2 separate regions of the Mus musculus genome follow, and region 1 is linked to region 2. A link is a contact called in public HiChIP or PLAC-seq data. All regions are on one chromosome and are shown on one strand. The core of a region is the stretch at or near the end of the contact, and the rest is flanking DNA. Distances in the headings are between cores, read along the strand shown. Region 1 overlaps Igsf3 (immunoglobulin superfamily, member 3). Region 2 holds the start of Trim45 (tripartite motif-containing 45).

The links. HiChIP or PLAC-seq counts read pairs in DNA pulled down with a chosen protein or histone mark.
Region 1: an H3K27ac HiChIP or PLAC-seq map of embryonic stem cells shows a contact between it and region 2, with 2.6 times the contacts expected there. The contact joins the enhancer-like site here to the promoter of Trim45 in region 2. A contact is called at or near these places in 6 of 115 datasets of contacts at active chromatin or transcription factors (astrocytes, double positive thymocytes, embryonic brain and 3 more) and 1 of 9 other capture datasets (embryonic stem cells).

The regions. Positions count from the first base shown.
Region 1 is chr3:101,444,942-101,452,097 of GRCm38.p6, reverse strand. It overlaps Igsf3 (immunoglobulin superfamily, member 3), which reads right to left. Exons shown (of 11, transcript NM_207205.2): 8 at 804-1,214. Among named protein-coding and RNA genes, the nearest start is that of Gm40109, 59 kb to the left of the region's middle. Within about 2 kb of position 4,682, at least 35 of the 459 cell types and tissues checked have an H3K27ac peak or open chromatin away from gene starts, as enhancers often do. A contact at or near this core is called in embryonic stem cells, where this site is marked.
Region 2 is chr3:100,919,418-100,925,687 of GRCm38.p6, reverse strand. Trim45 (tripartite motif-containing 45) reads right to left here and starts at 3,195. Exons shown (of 6, transcript NM_194343.2): 1 at 2,289-3,195; 2 at 14-747. The coding sequence starts at 2,776.

The DNA of each region.
Region 1 (7,156 bases), core at 3,433-5,932, 520 kb before region 2:
TGATGCAAGGAGGACAGGAGAAATGGCACAAGGGGCTCATCACAGGCACGAGGGACCACAGAAGCAAATGTGTTCCTGCCCCTTAAGGAAGCACAGATGTGTACAATACACACAGGACACATGAAGGAAGAGGGTGGACAGTGCAGTGAAGGCCACCCTACAAGAATTCAGAAGCCATGTTAATTTAAGAGCAGAAGGTGTGAGGGGCACAGCCTTTCTATACTAGGGATGAAATAAGCAGGTTTGTCATGTATTGTTCTGGGGGCTGGAGCTCCGGGAGGAAGCAAGCCAGGGCTGCCAACCGCAGGACTGAGGTTTGCAGATCAATCAGCTCTCGGTCCTGGATGTCACCTGCACTTTGGAGGCCTCAGCTGCCCTCGGAAGCTCACTGAAGATGTTCCCATGAGAGAGGGGACAATGGTGCTGAGCCTCGTGAGTATCAGGACCAAAGCAGGTCCAGTAACAGGCCTTCAGGGCACCAGAGTTTACAGTTGACGCACCTGCAACCATACTCACGTTATCTCTGTGGCAGTCTGTGTGTGCGCCTCAGTGCGTGCATGCATGTGGGGTGCAGTGTGTGTGTGTGTGTGTGTGTGTGTGTGTGTGTGTGTGTGTGTACAGAGCTCTCCAAGCCCTAGAGTTTGTAAGAAACCCATGACGGCCACACCTTCCATTCTTGTGTGGGGTGCAGTGTGTGTGTGTGTGTGTGTGTGTGTGTGTGTGTGTGTGTGTGTGTGTGTACAGAGCTCTCCAAGCCCTAGAGTTTGTAAGAAACCCATGACGGCCACACCTTCCATTCTTACCTGGCTGCTTCACAGTGACCTCTGTGCGCCCTGAAACCTCCTCGGCCAGCTTGTACCAGGCATAGTTGGGACTCAGCAGCCACTCCTCCACGTGGCAGTAGTAGCTACCGCTGTCGCTGACCTCGGCTCGCTGCACAGTGAGGCTGAACAGGCCCCCCGACACATGCCTCTCGAACTGCAGCCGGCCTCGCAGGCCCTCCTCCTCGGCGTAGGTCCCGTACTCGAAGGCCGAGCTGTGCGTGGTTTTGAGGATGAGCTTGCCGTCCGCGTCCGAGGGTTTGTGAACATACCACAGCACGGCGAAGTGCGAGTTCGGGCTGGTCTGGGACTTGACTGAGCAGTTCAGCTGAATTGCCCGGTTTTCCACCAGGGTGAGCGTTCTCTTCGACTTGCTCACCTGGAGCTTTGTCACTGTGAAGGGAAGGAGTGACATAAGAGGTCTAGGCTGAAGACTCGAGCTGTCCAGCAGGGAACAGAGCGTGAATGAGCATGCCCCAAAACCTCTCCCCCAGTGTTAGATAACCACACCAACTGGCCTGCTGTCACATCCCATGCCCTGTCCACTCTCCCTGTGCCACTGCCCGCACCCAGTCAAGACACCAATCTGCCCAGAGCTTGACCTTGTTTAAAATGCTCAACGGCTCCCCACTGTCTGTGCAATCTAAATAAGAATTCATTTGGACAGCAAGAAGCCCCTCAGAGCCTGGCCCTTGCTCAACTGTCTTGGCTCATCTCCTAGGACTTGCCCTCTGCTCCTCTGCTCCCCCGACCTACACACTTTACCCTGAACCCTGGCCACAGTCCCCATTGTTCTGTCTTCTCTGCCAGACCCTGCTCTCCACTCAATCTCTGTCCGTCTCCCATTCCTCCCTTGGTGCTCTCTGACACCTGGCTCCTCCCTGTCTCTCCTCTCCCTTAGACCCCGAGCTCCCAGGAACAGAGATGAAGCTTTTCCATGCAGGCAGCTGATATTTCCCATCATCCCCTGCTCAGGGGGACACCCTGAGAGTGGGACAGCTGCAGCCTCAGAGTGCTCACTGCCAGTGGACTTTCTCACTCCTATTCTGCAGAGCCTAGCCCAGTGCCCAGGCTTTGGAAAGCAGCAAAGGTCCCCCTCGGTGTTTGCTCCGATATGGAGATGTGGGAGCAGGCAGGTACAGGAGGCCAGTCCAGGTCCTGAAGCAATGAGGGCAGTGATGGACAGAGCAGAGCCAGCACCAGCTCCCTCCCCTTACTATCACAGTCCAGAAGCAACAGGGATGGCCAACTCCAGATAATAATAATAGAGAGCAAATTCCATAGGCTGCCGGTCTTGTAACAGAGCAGATGCTCATCTTTGAGTTGCCAAGAAGCCAAACCCAAGTAAAATGCATGTTGTTGGAGATTACTGGAGAATCTTCCTCTATATATCATTATACTTCCCTGTGTTCCCTACTAACCAGAGAAGAAAGGAGAAGGCAATTCTCTTAATGAGCTGGTATTGAGAACAGCAGTCCACCCCCGCCCCCTCTCTTCATATCTTAATTCTGAGCCACCTTGCCAGCTGAGGAAAACCCAGGGTATGGTACAGGTCCCATAGCGAGGGCTTCTGCCAATTGGTGGAGCCCACCTCCAGGCCCTGCTGAGAGCCCTTGCTTCCTTAAGACTGGATGGAGTCTGCCTCTGGAATGTGCAGAAACTATCCAGGTGTGTGACTGGGCCCCCCGGTTGTGTCCTGAGATTCTGGCCAGTTAGCTGGCCTGCTTTGTTAAAGGCTTGCAGGGCTGAGACCCATGTGTAAGGAAGAAGAGCATTTGACAGCCACAGACTGCTCCTCGGTGTGCCCAGTAGCACACAGACGAACGTTCAGGATGGTTTTAAAGCTTTAGCGAGAAGGCATAACAGGGTCCCACAGTCAACACCACTACTACAAAAGCACCTCTGAGGACCTGTCTCGTGTTGCTGAGGCAGACTTTCCCCTCATGGAGGACTTCAGAATTCACACACAAGACCTCCAGCCACAGAGAACACATCACATCAGATCAGCCACGGCCCATGCTCCATTTCCATCTGTTGGTACCAGCCAGTCTCTCCACTTTCCCTCTTCTTTAACCACAAGGACTGTCAGGGCACACTGGGAATCCTAGAGGCTGGACTGGCCCTGGCCTGCTGGTCAGCTTTCCTGAGTGGACTCCTGTGAGCCTGAAGCTACCTGTTCCCTTTTCATCCTGTTCCAACCCAATGCTCCACCTGCAAACGGGATCTCAGTCAGTCCAGACGGCACCTCCTGAATCATCTGGTGCTCGGCCAGATGAACTGGGTTGTTCTGTGTAGAGTAGAAAGAGCTTTAAAATGTATTATTAATTGGGGCCAGATTATTTTTTGCAACTGTTACTAAGGAAACCTCAATTGCTATAGTAACTGCATATGTTAAACTGGGATGCTATGACTCAACTTCTACTCAGTCACATGGTTAAAGAGCCACAAGCCAAGGAGGAGAAATATTTCAAAGCATTTCCAGTTTCTTCTTCTTCTATCTCTTTTTTAGCCATCCCATGTCAAAATATTATGAAGTATTGGGAAGCCTGAGAGAGAGATACTTTTGAAATCTGACATGTAGGCAGGGGGTCAGCTCTTACTATAAGCTCTGCATGTCCTCTCCTTTGGGGGGGGGGGGGAGTGTGGTAAGGGAAGACACACCCGGAAGCCAGGGGGAGGCAGGAGGCCCCACAGCTCATTAGGAAGCACTCACAAGCCTGTCTCAGCATTGCCCTGGGCAAGGTACATCTGCGAGCTTCGGCTCCCTCCCCCTTAGGAGAACCTGGACTTTCCGAAAGACCAGTGTTTTCATCTGCAAACCAGAACGGCAAAGTGTGGATCTAATGCACCCAGAGTGCCCTGCAGACCAAATGCATTAGCTCCAGAGGAGTTTAGTGGGAGGCCGAGTGGACCCTGAACAACAGTTAGTTTTAGCTCTCCTCAATCCCTTTTGGTTTGTATTTGTGGTTCCGAGTTCAAAACTCACAGTAGGTGAGACATTGACAAACATAGTGGCAACTCAATTTCTTCCTTTTTCTTTTCTTTTTTCTTTTTGTTTTTCAAGACAGGGTTTCTCTGTGTAACAATCCCTGGATGTCCTAGACTTGCTTTGTAGACCAGGCTGGCCTTGAACTCACAGAGACGTGTCTGCCTCTGCCTCCCGAGTGTTCATACCTGACACAACTAAAGTTTTTATAATTGTTTTATTTACTTTATATCCAATCACAGCCGCCCCCCCCCCAACTTTTTAAAAGTATTGTAGACAGAGCCATCAAGATGGCTCAGAGGATAAGGTGTTTGCTGCCATGCCTGGAGACCTGAGTTCAAATCACAGGGACCCAAGGAAGGAGAAAGCTGACTCCCAACAGTTGTCCTCTAACCTCCACGTGTGTGCTATGTCACATACCGACTTCCTCCATACATGCATACATACACAGAATAAATAAATCAAATAGAATAAAATATATTCTAGGTCAGCAGAAACAGCTCAGTGGTTAAGAGCACTGGCTGTTCTTCCAGAAGGTCTAAGTTCAATTGCCAGCAGCCACATGGAGGCTCACAACTGTCTGTAACTCCAGGTCCAGGGTATCCAATAAATACCCTCTTCTGACACCAGACACACAAAGTATACAGACATACATGCAAGCAAAACACCCATATACATAAAGTATTAATAAAAAAAAATCCTAAGCAGTATGGATCAGCAGCATGAGACCCACTGGGTGAATTTCTTAGAGACAGACTCTCAGACCTACTGCATCACAATCTCAATAGAACAAGGTCAATGGAGATCCAGACTTGCCTTCCGCCAGGGAAGCCCTGGGTGTGGCTGCTCAGCACACAAACTTGGAGAGTCAATGAATGCAGAGGAGAAAGTAAGCAAAGATACACAAAGGTAGGCTTGGTGAATCCCTCCCTCGTACAGCAGGAGGCAGGAGGAGGGCCAGGCAGGCTAGACGGCAATGCTGGCCCGTACAGTCCATGGACACTGCAGCATCTGCCTTCTCAGAAGCTCCCATCATTTGAGGGGATGCCCTTTCTTGCTGCAGCTGGACAGTTAGTTCTCTGCCCAGGCTTTGGATCAAAGCTAAGACAGTCAGTCAGTCTGGTAAAGGCTGCTCTGCTATGAGGCAGAAGTGGGCTACATGGAGGAAAGACAGTGGAATGAGGGGCTCAGCGGCAGAGAGCAGCAGCTGCTTCCCTAGCCCACCTACCCACCCTCTGGATGGGTTCATGTGTGCACTGCTCATGCAGAAGGCACTTACTCTTTCAGTAAATGAATCTCCTTAAACTCAGCCATAACTGCCTTACATCAAAGGCCACTTTTAAAAGGACTCCTCGTTTTGCAAATGCCTGGGCAAAAGAACTATGAACCAATCATTGCTAATCACATTAACTAATAGGTGATTGAATTAAAAACCCAATTAATCTTTTAAAAGAGGGGTCATTAATTCCGACTGTGATAAAAGAGAGAGAACCTTGCAAAAAGCTGTGATCCCTGAGCTGGGCTCTGAAAAATGAATGAGCTGGGGTCCAACAGATGAAGAACAAAAGGAAGAGATCACCCAGAGCAGGCAACAAGGCCAGATTCTCAGGTGTGGTGGATGATGTCAGAAAGGGAAGTGGCCAAGACTGGGGGCGGGACCAGTTCTTGACTCTGCCCACTGTGGCTCTTAGGGAATATTTGGTGGATGGCACAGCTACCTGGCAAGTTAGAATTATACTGGGTGAGAAATGGGGGTAAGAGATGACTCCCAGTGACCTGTGGGTTTGAGAGCCTGCAGGCTCTTGTGTGTGGTGGATTCAATGCAAGAGAGCAAGGGAAGAGCAGAAGAGAGTCAAGGAGAGATCAGGAAAGAATGAAGAGAAGGAAGGGAGACTCTTTTTCAAACATCTAACGGGAATGTCAGGGATGGAGGAAGCCAGTGGCTGGGGCAGATAAGATCTTTCAAGTTCAAGGAATCAGGTCAACCAGAAGATTAGGGGACAATGGGGAGCTCTGGGGACACCCCTCACTCAAAATGCACACATATACATGCATGTACACTCTGGGAAGCAAGCAGAAAAATGTACCCATCACTCATGAAGTCACTGCACTTGAAGTGCCCATGTTCCTGTTCTTCTCCCTCTACATGGCCAGGACCTACCTACCCAGTCCCTAATAAGCTCTTCCCCAGACCGCAGCCTGAAGACAAGTCTTCCAGCCTCTGTCTAGCCAAGGAGATCTTTCTAAAGGGCAAGCAAGAGGGTGGTCACTTCCAAGCTGAGAGCCTGTCCCTGGGACATCTGTTCTCCCTCCACAGGGCAGACAATGCCCCCATCCCTGTCCCCCTCAAATACAATCCTACATCATCACAGGAACCCGGAGGCACAAGGTCTTTTGATTTTTACATTGGTTTAGGGAGTAGGAGGTAGGTAGTGTCTCAAATCCTTTCCAATAAAGCTTTGTCCTGTGTCCTCTGTGACTTTCAAATAACCTTCATGAGAATTGTGCCTTTGAGCCTGGAGTCTACTTCGCTTTTCTAGTAAACACAGCACCCATTTTTCTTTTCTTCTTCTTCCTGTTTTTAATATATAGGGCCAACCATTAGAGACCTTGTCTTTATCTTCTTCAGCCACTCTTCGGAATGGCTGTCACTCTGCAGTTGAGGGCAGCAGTCACAGCCCTTCCAGCCGGCCATGACTGAGTCCCTTGTCACTATCCTAGCCAGGTGTGGTGGCACACGCCTATAATTCTAGAGCTTGGGAGTCTGAGGCAGGGGGACTGTGGGTTTGAGGCCAACAAAACCAAATGAAAATAAAAAACCAAAAAGTGCCCCAGGGGGGTGGGAGAGCTGATGGTGTTTAAAGATTATGTGACTAGAAATGTTGCATTCGGTTTTATTTAATTTCAGGATAGTAAATACACACTGAAATTTAATCTGCCATTTAAAACTGAGTGCACAAGACTGGAGAGGCAGCTCAGCACCTGAGAGTGTGAATTGCTCGTGCAGAGGTGTTCAGTTCTCAGCAAGGGTCAGGCAGCTCACAACCACCCCAGTTCCAGTCTGATGCCATCCTCTAGACTCTCCAAGTACCTGCATTCCTATGTGCACACACACAGACATACATGCATAGCTAAAAATAGAAAGAAATACTTTTTAAAAAGGTATATTAGCCTCACATGACCAAAGCCCAATTCCCCAGGTTAGGGTGCTCTGTCTTATCTTCTACCATAAGCGCTTCACACATATTAACTATATGCTCCTCACTACTCCTATCAAGTAAATATTACTCCCAATTTCAGAATGATTCTTTCTCAGTCACAGAGCCAGTGATCTGGTAGACTTGGACTC
Region 2 (6,270 bases), core at 1,946-4,445:
AATGCTTCCCTACCTTCTCCCTGAAGGACACACTGAGCTGGATCAACTTCCTGCGTGTTAATGGCCCCATACACTTCATAGCCTTGGCACTGGCCTGCCTTCTCCTGGGGGGAGAAGCAGATCTTATGGTTCACTCCTGGGCGGGCACTGTATTCAACTTTATTCAGCTTCCTGAGCCGCTCTACAACCACTCCCTTGGTGATGAGAATCTCTAAGTCCGAGCCGCTGGTCAGCAGATGCTCGGTGAACTCCACTCCAGTCCGCATATCTGCCAGCAGCTGTTCCAGCTGCGCTTTCTGCAGCTGTAAAGCGGTTTCCCTCTGGATCCGTATGTCATCCAGCTGCTGCAGCAGCTTGTCCCGGTGTTCCTCGATGGCTTTGATGTAGCCCTCAGAGAATGTCCGGACGTCAGCTGCCACTGCCTCCACTCGCTCTTGGAGGGCGTTGTTCACACTTTTAATCTGTGCCAGGGCATCTTCCAGGGCTTCCACATGGGGCTGGGTGTCTCGAAGCAGCTCCCGCACAGAATCTCCATGCTTGTGGATGACATTGCTGGTGAAGTCATAGGGGTGCTCTCGGTGCTCCCCAACTACACAGTCCCGACACACCGGCCGGTCACAGAGTTCACAGAACAGCCTCAGCTCCTCTGCAGGGTGAGAAGGACATAGGATGGGCTTTCCAACCTGGCTGTAGCCTTTCAGGTCTTTTAGGTCCACCATGGTGTGATATGTCGTCTTCTTCTGTCGCCTGGAAAGAAGCAGTTGGGGACAGGAAGTGAGGAAACAACTCTAGAGGGGGACAGTTTGGCAAAGAGGTTCTAGGGGTTAGATTTGAGTCACACTCCTCAGAATGTATTAAAAAAAAAAAACTACAGGATCCTTTTTGCTTCATTATTTCTCTACACGGTGAAGCACATGCCTATCTGAGTGTTGTTATTTAGGACACAATACATAAATACTTGAATTTGGCATGGGATACATCTTCAAAGGTGCAGTGCTGAGACTATATTCTGAGAGACTTTTCACTCGAGGTAATCTGGTAAGTTTAGACAAGAGTCACAGCCCACTTCCTAAAGCAGGGTGGAAGGCTAACACCAAGTGGTAAACCAAGCCAGATGGATCTATATAGCAACGAAAGCAGCCAGCTGGCTCCTGCAAACTCTCATGTTTAATTAACATTTTTGTAAAGCAGTTCCCTTGGCCAGTGACTACATCGCATCCACTGGCAGGCCAGAATTCTCCTTAAGAGTCATCCGCATTAGTAGAAAGCGAAATCAATAGGTACTAAGTTCTCTTGGATCCCTCCTTCCTATAGATTTCTAAGGGACTCAGGGAAATCTCTAGGGAAAGGCAGGGACTGCTCACAGAGTTCCCTGGCAACATCCCATCAACCTGAAGTGTGTATGCCTGTTCTGCTACTAGTGCAGATGCAGAGAAAACGGTCAGCTGTTGAGCTGGCAACAAGACAGTCATAGGGATAATCACAAAGTTACAAATAGAGAGCTAAGACAACTGTTCTGTTGGTAAGGCCAGAAAACAAGGGGAGGCCAGAACTCAGAGAGAGAGAGAGAGAAAAAAAAGCCAGTTCTAGATTAACCCAAAACCTTGTTTAGTTTTGTATTCTGATGCACTAGAGTGGGATGGAAGAGAAAATGGGACAAAGACTAGCATCTAACAAGCTATTCCGTGACTGTGATAAAAGGCAAAACACCCCAATTACCAGCCTGCTGTCCAGGTCAGAGGTCTGAGTTAAGGCACAGTCAATGGACACCTACACTGAGGTGACCTGTTTAGTAAAAAGAGCAAAGAAGAAGGAACTAGGTCTGAACTGAGGATTCGGTTCAGTTACATGATTACCAGCTGTGGGACTTGGGCGAAACACAAACCACTGCTGGGCTTCCATCTCCTCATTTACTAAAGAGGGGTGAAGTAGCACCCACCTTTCGGTAAGAGTTACAATGATCAGATGAGATCAAGCGCAGGGTGTATGCTAGCACAGTAATCCTCTCTCCAGCACACGGTCCGTTTTCAATAGATTAAACAATTGGTGATAGAAGAAAACTCAAGGTGCTCTATAAACCGAAACCTGCCCTGCTTTTGTTACTACAGCTATCAGGTCAGCGGTGCTAACCTCCGTTCTAGAGCTTGCGATCTGTTTGCACAGTGTTCTTTGCACTTTGACAGTGTCTGCGAAAGCCTTCTTTTTGACCTGCTCACCAAAGGGATCTGTGTCTTGCTTTCTTTGCACTCTACTCTTACGCCACAATAAACGGGGTACTCCCTCTTTACCTATGAGCCTGGCAGCAGAAGTGGCAGAGATTGGCTTTGCAGGTCTGACACCTCTTCTCTACTTCTCTGTCGCTGCACAGGTCACACACCAGGCCCTGGCCTTCCCCACGCAGGTTCTCCAGCAGCACATCATTCATGGCCAGGTGGTCTACCGTTAAAGCCTTCACTCCACCCAAGGGCAGGTCCACTTGAGCATCACATACCGGACAGAGGATGCCGATCTGTGGCTGCAGGCTACATAACTCGGGGTCCTGGAATACTGACCCCTCAGAGCTTGTATCTGAGTCACCCCCACGGATGTCCACTACTGAGAATGGATCCAGCTTTTCCAGACACGTGGTGCACACTGTGTGCAAGCAAGGCAAGAGCCTGGGGACTTTGAAAAGCCTCAGACATGTAGGACAATGAGTCTTGCCTGAGCTTCCAGACGCGTTCGCATCTTGGAGTTTGTGCACGAAACCCAGAAGCGGCTTCCTGATTTCTGACATCTTCCCCACGTATGTACCCAGTATCACAAAAGGCCCTGCGCAGTCCTCTAATGCAGGTTAGATTTACTCAAAGACAGAGTTCCAAGATCTTGAACACTGACCATGAGGACTCTCGTGTTGCCAAGTAAAAGGACAACCAGAAAGAGAACGCCTCTGAGGAACCATCCACAGATCTCCGGATTTGTGGTTTGGCCCTTCCTTTCCACTGCATCCCACACCAGTCACAGCCACACCCTCCTGGATCACCCACATCGTCCTCCTCGCAAGCGCTTCTAGAGCTAGTCCCCAGCTAATTCTGCCACCACCACCCTGACCCCAGCATTTCTTGTCCTCCAAGGTCACCCTCCCTCCCGCCCCCACCACGCCACAAGCGCGCCCTCCGGGCGATGAGGTAGTGGGTCCTCGGGCTCTCCCAGAGTGAGGGGCCAGGGGCAGCCGCCTCTCTGGTTTGCCTAGGAGGCCCTAGAGCCGTCGCCCCGCCTCACACCAATCCCAGACCAGGATTCTCCGAAGAATCCAATCACCGTCCGAAAGGGGCGGGCCTCGCAGTTCGGAGCCATGTCGTCCTCCAGAGTGACATCACTGTCATCCAATAAGTTCAGCAAGGTCCACATCCTCGCCGGCCACTCGCGCGGCGAAAGGAGAGGGAGCAAGGGAGGGCCTCGTGCAGAACCGGGAGGAGGAGTCTGGGAGTGAGCGGCGTAATGTGGTTGGCGTCACGAATGTGAGCTCCTGCCGCCGGAGAGGCCTCTGGATCGTTGAAAAGCCTGCGCTGAGGCTCCACCCCAAACTCAGATAGGGTTCTCCCATTGGTGCGTGGTACTGTCAGTCGGCCGAGGTGTAGCCCGAAGCATTCTGGAAGTTGTAGGCAGGCTCTCGGTTGCAGAGGCTATAGCGAATCAGCGGCCACCGGGTCAGTTTCCTTTCTGGGTTTTCCAAGTATTTTTTCTGCCCTGGAATCTCTTACGTACAGCGTGCTCGGAACCAGAACCCTCTCAGCTGGCTAGCTTCTGGCATTTTCCAGGGCAAGGGTACCTCCGTGTCTGGTTCCAGAACTAAACTTAACTGAAAAGTTTAGAACTGCTGCTCCGCGGAGCTCCACTGAGTTTCCCGGGTGGAAGCTGCTTTGAATCATTCAAGACCAAGACCGGAGAGACACACCTCACCAGAATTCTACAGTAACAGAAGTTGTCAGGGTTGCGGGGGGTGGCCTACAGAGCAAGTTTGGCATTTGTTTTTACAATCAAGGGGAGCTCCTGGTTGGTCACAATGGGGCAGTGGAGGATGTCACTGGGACAAGTCCCTTGTAGGTCCGACTAGTTAAAAAGTTGGGCACACCTGGTCCCTGAGCATAATTATTTCTTTGACGCCTTAAAGAATTTGCCAAGAGTCTCAGATTCATTCATTTGGAGACTGTTTCCTACACATGGGGTCTAAGGCACTGACTGATCTCTGAATCCAAAAATTGTAATAGCATGGCTCCGTAGTTGCTATCTGTTCCCATTCTTCAGATGCGTAAGCCTCTGTCTATCTCACTGTTTTCCTTTACAGTCTTCCATATATGATTTCAACCCATGCATCACTGTTTCAGGGACCTCTTTATTAGAGATGTCATAGTATAGGCATAGCTGTCGAAGCCTATGCTTTTACGAAGTATGGGCCTTCGGTGGAAAGAGCCCCAAACTATGAAAAGATGAAATTAAAAGAAAAAAAAAGAATTATCTGACTCTTCGTAAAATATGTTAAAGTAGAGATGTAGCTCACTGATCCAGTATTTGCTTAGTATGTTGAGACTCTGGGTTCTGTCTGTGGTACACGTGTGAACACAGACACCACACACACACACACACACACACACACACACACACACACACACACACAGGTCTGATTTGGTCTTTATTGTGAGGGTCTCGAGAGCTGGTTCTAACTTTAGCATAAGTAAAAACGTTATCTGCTAATGAATGGCTCAAAAGCCATTTTTACATAACAGTCACATGACCTCCCAGTGTAAGGAGTCGGCAAAGGTCTTAAAAGTGAAAGTGGTCCTTACCCAGACTTCTCCAGCCTTTCTCTCCTGCGCTGCCCTGGCCGAGTCCCCTCGCTTCACCGCAGTATGCTGAAGCAAATTCCAAAAGCGGTGTGGACTTGGCTTTGCTATATAGTGTTGCTCTGAACCTGCCCTCCTCTGTGCTTAGCCATGCTTTGTCTTATCTCTTATTCATGCCATATATTATATTTCCCATAGGGTGTATTCTGACTTCTCTGTTGGAGGAGTGCTGTATAATTTATATGCATTATCTCATTTAATCTCCCAACAGCTTATAATAGAGCTGCCTGGGAGGGGTCGAGTGGTCAACCCAAGCTAGCATCTGGGATGGGAACAACAGTCTTAAGATGTCATGCCTAAGATTCTGCCCAGTCCCCTCTGTCCTTCCCTTTCTCAGCTTCTTGCACATCAAATCCCTACCTGCCTTCCATGGAGAGAGAAGATGGGGCTATCTGGAGAACATCTTTCCGTTCTACTTAAAAGTCTATGCATCTTCTCTCCTTTCTCACGCCATTGATTGCTGGTTTTCTCCCAACCTCTTCTGCCTCTCCTTATTTTGCTAACACTTTTCAGTGAGTCCTTTACACATTCTTTCTCCCGAGGACTGTGATGAAGTCCTGAAAGAAAACTCACCCTCCCTTGATCCAGTTCCCCTCAACTTAATTAGCGCTGGTGGCTCTCACCACTGTGGTTCTTAAACTTTGTGCTAGTCTCATCACCGATGTTTTGTTCTTTCTCTTTGGTGTGTAGAGAATGAGTGACAACATTCCTGGACTTTTCTCAGTACTCAGCCACGTTAGTGTTTGCCCTTGCTGTGTCCCAGGGTGGTTTCGTGGCTCCTTTGTTGGCCCCCACTGTATTTCCTCTTAAAGAGCTGAGTCCCCAATTTATATTTCCAGTTCTGACTAACCCCTCCCCAGAGCTTTTGTCATAAATGTCTGTTATAGCTCTGCTCCAGGACGTTGCCTTCGCCTAACCCCATCTTCAGTGACTCGAGGCTTCTCTCTTCATTGCATTCTGTGCTCTTAGTCTTCTGGTTTCACTCTCCCAAGGGGAAGCTCACTCTCCCAACCTGAGATCTTATCATCTTCTTGGCTTCCTTTCTTGTTTTCCACATCCAGGCAGGCATCAGTTTCTTTCCATCCGCATTGCCAACACCTTAGTGCATAGAAATTTTAAGATGGTACAAGACCTTATCACTCTCTCAAGTACCACAATAGTCTCTGGATTATGGTTGACTTCCTTTTGTGAAATAGCTAATTTGATCTTCCAGGTTAATTGTAAAACCACATTAAGCCTTCATTCTAAAACGTTTCCCTTACAGACATATAAACCCGGACTTTTAGGTAATCCCTGAAGTTTGACAAGCACCTTTCTTGCTCTTTGTCAGTTTGTCCTGCCTTTATTTTTAAAACTTCTCCTTCTTTCTGTGGCAGGAGACCTTTCT